Regions from separate parts of the Zea mays genome. Here region 1 is linked to region 2. A link is a contact called in public Hi-C data. All regions are on one chromosome and are shown on one strand. Each heading gives the region's core, a stretch centred on a gene start, on an enhancer-like site or on the middle of the called end of the contact. The rest is flanking DNA. Distances are from core to core; before and after follow the strand shown.

Evidence for each region. A called contact is a pair of places that touch in the nucleus more often than the background predicts.
Region 1: a contact with region 2 is called in a Hi-C map of bundle sheath, with 2.6 times the contacts expected there. The contact joins the promoter of LOC542304 here to the promoter of LOC100384591 in region 2. A contact is called at or near these places in 3 of 25 Hi-C or Micro-C datasets (bundle sheath, leaf and tassel).

Annotation. Positions count from the first base shown.
Region 1 is chr10:8,665,997-8,668,928 of Zm-B73-REFERENCE-NAM-5.0, forward strand. LOC542304 (abscisic stress protein homolog) reads right to left here and starts at 1,422. Exons shown (of 2, transcript NM_001111891.2): 1 at 1,115-1,422; 2 at 576-983. The coding sequence starts at 1,345. The coding sequence ends at 798.
Region 2 is chr10:8,537,017-8,540,050 of Zm-B73-REFERENCE-NAM-5.0, forward strand. It overlaps LOC100384591, which reads left to right and starts at 1,319. Exons shown (of 14, transcript XM_020545202.3): 1 at 1,319-2,102; 2 at 2,534-2,619. The coding sequence starts at 1,876.

The DNA.
Region 1 (2,932 bases), core at 172-2,671, 130 kb after region 2:
CAAGATCTCACATGCCGATCATTATTTACTCTTCAGCTTATTCGTCATTTACAATTTTATTATAAATGTGAACATGAATTTTTAGATAATTATAAAATGCAAGTATGTGGTCCTTTTAAAAAAAAAACTTGTGAGTATGTGGTCCTTTTCTAAACTTGTGAGTACGTAAATTTTTAGAAAGGTGTTTTATTCTATCTTTTTTTTTTGCAGTTTAGATATGTGTTATTCTTGATCTTAGTAGTACAGGTAGCTTTAATTAGCCGCAGTACTCTCATATACTATATATATATACGATTCACATATTTAGAAAATGTATACATTTTGTAAAACCGACATATATGATTCATACTATATGTGCGTGTTTTTTTCTCTCTAGGTTCGTAAACAATATTTAACTTGGAATAAAATTAATACACCCGTTAAAACAACACGGACGAGTTTTATCTCGGTCTAGCTACCAGCTTGAAATAGTAATTTCATCCATACATAGTTTAATAATCAATAAAATATAATATAGTAAAATATAACATAATGGGTACTAATACTTTTGGAGAAACGTAAACAACTAAACATGTAAGTAAATCAGAGTTGCATACATTTTTTCGGTCCTCGTACCACGATCATACACAAGCACATGCATACACACACGTATACATACGATAGATTACGTAGCCACGCTTATTCGTGCATCACACGAGCGCATACATACGTACGCGCGCACAACACGGCGGGCGCTCGATATCACTCTCACACGCACGCGTAGCACACGGGGAGGGACGACGATACGGGAGGATCAATCAGCCGAAGAAGTGGTGCTTCTTCTCGCCGCCGGCCTCCTCGGCCTCCTTGTGGTCCTTCTTCTTCTCGTGGTGCTCGTGGAAGGCGAAGCCGCCGGAGCCGACGGCCGCCGCCGCCGCGACCTCCTCCTCGATCTTGTGGCGGTGCGCGTGCTCCGGGTCCTTCTTCGCCTCGTGCTTCTCGTACTGTGCATGTCCACGTCACACGAGGTGACCGTCATTCAGTTCGTTCGATTAATATATATATTATTCTTTCTCGTTCATGTATGTATATATATATACTACTCAAGGAGGATCGGATCGGACGGACTACGTACGAGTGCGAAGGCGCCGGCGGCGATGGCGCCGGCCTCGCCGAGGTGCTGCTTGTGCTTGTGCTCCTTCTCCTCCTTCTTGTACTCGTCGTACTCGTTCTCGCCCGTGGACACCACCTCCGTCACCGTGGCCTCCGTGTACTCGGCGGACTCGCCGTACCCGCCGGCGGCGAGCTGCTCCTCGTCCTTCTTGTGGTGGAACAGGTGGTGGTGGTGGTGCTTCTCCTCCGCCATGGATAATGAAACGAGCTAGAAGAGGGATGACCGGCCTTAATTAGCTTGTTGGAGGGAGAGCAAGTGACAATTGGATCGACAGCTGTTCTTGCTTGTTGCTTGGCAGTTGCTCATCGTCTTATATAGCCGGATGGAGGGGCCCTGTGGACTGAGCTGGCATGGCATTATGGACGGTGGTGGAAATCAGTACGCGTATCATTATTATCAAAATTCAGACATGATTAATTAGAAGCGATATGCACCGTCTACAGAACATCTTTATATTATATACATGATTCAACTATTTGCATGATCGAATATACAATTATTCCCTTATAAGATAATACAGATTGTTACAAAACTGGTACTCAACCTACTAAGTTGGTGTTTGATTTTTAGAGACTAAATTTGTAGTCCATCTATTTTATTTCAGCTTAGTCCATAAATTATTAAATACGAAAACCAAAACTCTATTTTAGTTTATATATTTAATAATTTAGAGACTAAACTAAAATAAATGGACTAAAAATTAGTTCGTAAATTAAACATCCTCTAAGATCGTTTAAGATTAAAGTCAGTTGTTTGACTATTAGAGTTGTAATTCATAAAGACAAAAATACTATAAAAATAATAGAATCTAGTATAAATTAAAACCAAACGAACATGTTCCAAACCTTTACTGCTTGCCCAACCGGACAGGGCAGCTTATTTGGGCGGTGGGCCCACAGATGTAGTTGGGCGGCAGGGCCCACCGAGCTCGTGGTCGAAGCAAGCTGAGATACAGTGTCGGCAGGGCAGACGGATGATCCTTGGAATATCCGGAAAGCAGTTTTTTCCCCCACACACCGAAGCCAGCTTTTATATGGGTTTGACACGTGTGCCCATATGTCGGCTGCACCTCTCAGTCTCATCCTCCTCCTCTCGCTCTTTCACACCGACCACCAGCGCCTAAAATATCAGGCATATGATTTGTTTCCACACATCTAGTACTAATGCAACCGGATCATATCTCTTTTCACGAGGAGAAGATGACGGTGTCGGCCGGTTGGAAAAAAAAATAATGCAAAAGGCTACCAAGATACAGCTTCCCTCGCATTAAGACACGGAATGCCGATGGCGACCCTGAACCGAAGATATTTATTCCTCTTCGCTGATCGATTTAGGGTCCCGCGGATTCGACTGATGGAGACAAAAAAAACTAACATTCATCTACAGTCTGTGTCCATTCATGTCAAAGATGATTGCATTCTTCATGAGGCATATACATCTACTATATTTAAGCAGGAAAATCTTTTTTGTGAACATATTGATCAGTCATCTAAAAAGCTTAAGTTGATGGAAAAAATTAGTCAATCTATCTATACACTTCACAATGAGGTCGCAGCACTAGGGATGAAACCCCGCGGCCGCCCGCTTTAACCACCGCAAAATATTCTTCTTGCGGTTGTGCGCTATGTTGTCATTATATGCCAGAGATAGCCAAACGGCCCTGCCCGGTCCGGGCCTGTTAAAACCTGGCCCGTTTTGGGTCCGGTCTGTTAGACACGGTTAGAAAACCTGGTCGGACCGTCTAAGCCCGCGGGATCGATTTTCTGTCCGAGCCCAGCC
Region 2 (3,034 bases), core at 69-2,568:
TATTATACGGGCGAGAGCGAGAGATAGCCATGCTATCGTCGTCGCCCGCAGCTGACCTCAAGTCGTGCGCAAGTCTTTTTGAGCGTGTTGGGAGCAAGTTTTTTAAAGCGTCAAAAGATCATCAAAAGATTGGAAGGAGTCGTTATATAATGCTGCAGTTTTTTTTTTATTAAATACTAGCCGGTTGTCCTTGTTTTGCTACGTTTTTATATATCATATAAATATGTACTGAGATATTTATTTAAATACAAGTACTGTTTATTTCTAAACACTAATATACGTGCGGCCTGACGGTTAGCCACAAATTTATGGAGAGAGAGAGAGAGACGTGGATTCGAGTGCTTGCCCTGTAATATATTTTTTTATATAATTATTGTTTCTTTTTCAACACTAAGTTATGCGTGGCCTGATGGTAGCGCGGCGGGGTCGAGTGCTATACAAGCGCAATAACTAGCTATGGAGTCGCTAGGTCAATAGGGCAGTAGCTGAGAGACCGCTGGGCAAGTGGGGGCGTGGGGCGGGTCTAGAATGTCAACGTCGAGGATGAAGTTATGGTAGCACCAGATACCAAAATTAGGTTCTTAACAGATTACTAGACATGTACCCGTTGCCACGAGATGCGCGCGAGGGGGCGACACCTAGACGGGGAACAACACTAAGGCGGGGCGTGTGGAGCATGTCTAAAGTGTCAACACGGAGGGTGAAGCCGTTGTAGTGCCAGATGCTCATATTAGATTTTTAATAGAGCAGTATAGTACAGATTTAGATTAAAAAACATCAAGAATCGAGATAATATTATGGGAAGAGGTTTCAGTGGGTAGGGTCGCGCCCGCCGTCTCTGGGGCCACGGGCCCACGGACGGATACTGACCGTAGACCATCGACCATCACCGCCGCTCTCACTCCAGGGCCCGCCACCGGGCCTGAGCCCGGAAAGCGAAAGCGTCATCCTACGGAGCCCGCTTTCGGGTGAAGGATACCGTGACGACACGGAGCGGGTAGAGACATGAGCTTTCCAGGAATCCGGAGCGGTAGGTCTTGGGCTTTGGCTCCCGCTGACAGCTGGGCCCGCGCCCGCGGGACCCTGCCCCCGCCCTAATCCACCCACCTGTCCCTGTCCGTGTACAGCTGCGGCCATCATCGCGCTCGCGCCCCCTCATTAATGCCCGTCCACTCACGAGCCTTGCGACGACCTCACGTAGCTGACCGGTGGGTCCATGTCGCGCCGAAAGATTCTGCTCCCGGGCCCCGCGGCGCCACCTGGGAGTGAGGGCGACCCGGTCATTAAAATCCCCGCACCCACCTGTCGCCTTCCTCCTTTCTCTCCTCGCCTGCTCCACCACCACACCGCTTGCCCTCCCCGATCTCCGCACGCTCCGGCCAGCGGGACCCAACGGACAGCCAGCCGAACATATCCCCCCTACGCTGGCGCCGTCGCACGCGCCGCCACTAGGTGTCACCCGTCCTTGCGCCGCCGCCGCATCCTTCGACTTTCGATCTGCGAGCTAGCGATTCTCCGCTGAGGAGTGGGGCCCATCCCTCCGGAGCCCAACCCCAGGGCATCCGCCCGCCCCCGCCGCCGTGGCTCAGGCCCCACGCGTCATCCCCGCGACGGACAACGTAGTCACGCAGGTGGAGCGCGGTCCACTCCCCCCCCCCCCCCCCCCCCCCCCCCCCCCCCCCCCCCCCCCCGCGCTTCGCCTCCGCTGAGACCGCGCCCTGCTGGTGCGAGTACCCGGGAGCTTCCAAACCCTAGGGCCGGGCATCGAGCGAGCGAGGGGGTGAGCGCGGAGCCCAGGCATGCCTTGCCGCCCGCGGGGATCCAGGCAGTGATGCGCGGATCGGCGCGGCGGGGGCGGCCCGGAAGCTCGGCCGCATGAGGTGCCTCGTCGGCGGCGGCGTCCAGGACAGCCCGCGCGCAGCGGCCAAAAGAGTATCGCCGGCGTCGTGGCGGCTGGACGCCGCCACAGCGGAGGCGGACGCGGGGAGAGCTGAGGCCAAGGGGGTCAGGTTCTGCGTCAGGCCGCCGGACGTCATGGAGACGGTGCACGAGGTGGCCATTTACATCCACCGCTTCCACAACCTCGATCTGTTTCAGCAAGGGTGAGAATTGCTCGTTTTGTCCGCAATCCCGATCTTGTTTCAGCCACGGCGTGAATTTTTCGTTCTTCTCTATTTGTGCGTGTCTTATTTCTCGCAAAACGTTTTCTCGGGTTTACTTTCTTTACTGCCTTTTAGGGAGAACATGTTTTTAGATAGAACATATAAAGGTCCGAGCTATATGTTTGTATTTTCTCGAGGTGTTTCTGTCCTTGCCTTTCTCGTTCGGTCGGTTGTTTCCAGGCATTTCTTCTCGCAGCTGGGGAATTCCGATTTTCCTCATGATTATGTTCCCCTCAGGCCCTCACTGTAACTTATGTGCGACAGTTGTAATTGATGCCGCGTGTGGAACCTTTCTGGCACTTATCTGTCGAGTGTAAACATTTGCCATTTATTTTTGTTTCTTATGATATGTTTTTTTGGATTATGCGCAGATGGTATCAGATGAAGATTAGTGCAATGTGGGAGGAAGGTGGCAACAAAACACCGGCTTCACCTGCCAGGGTCGTGCAATATGAAGGTGTGCATCTCTATGGGCACTGAATAGCGTGATCCAGTCTTCTGGTCCCATATCCATCATTTCAAGATGTGCTTACATTGAAAGCGAATATTTAGTTTCGTACATGTGCTAGCATTCAGCTGGTAACTGCTTGATTGTTGTCTGCAGTAGTACCAGATCCTATCAGGACTATAGGATACTGAGAACAGAAACTTACATATTTATATGGGAGGAAACGTTATGATTTTTCACTTTTCAGGTTTCAGAAGTACCTTGTGTCCAGAGACTACTGTACCATCTTTGTTGTTTCCATCTAATTCTACTTTGGTAACATTAACATCAAGAAATTTGTTGCGTAGCTGGATATGGAACATAACTGTGCAAGCGTGTCATGAATAATATCTCCTTGTTCCTATACTTGCCATGTATTACTTAG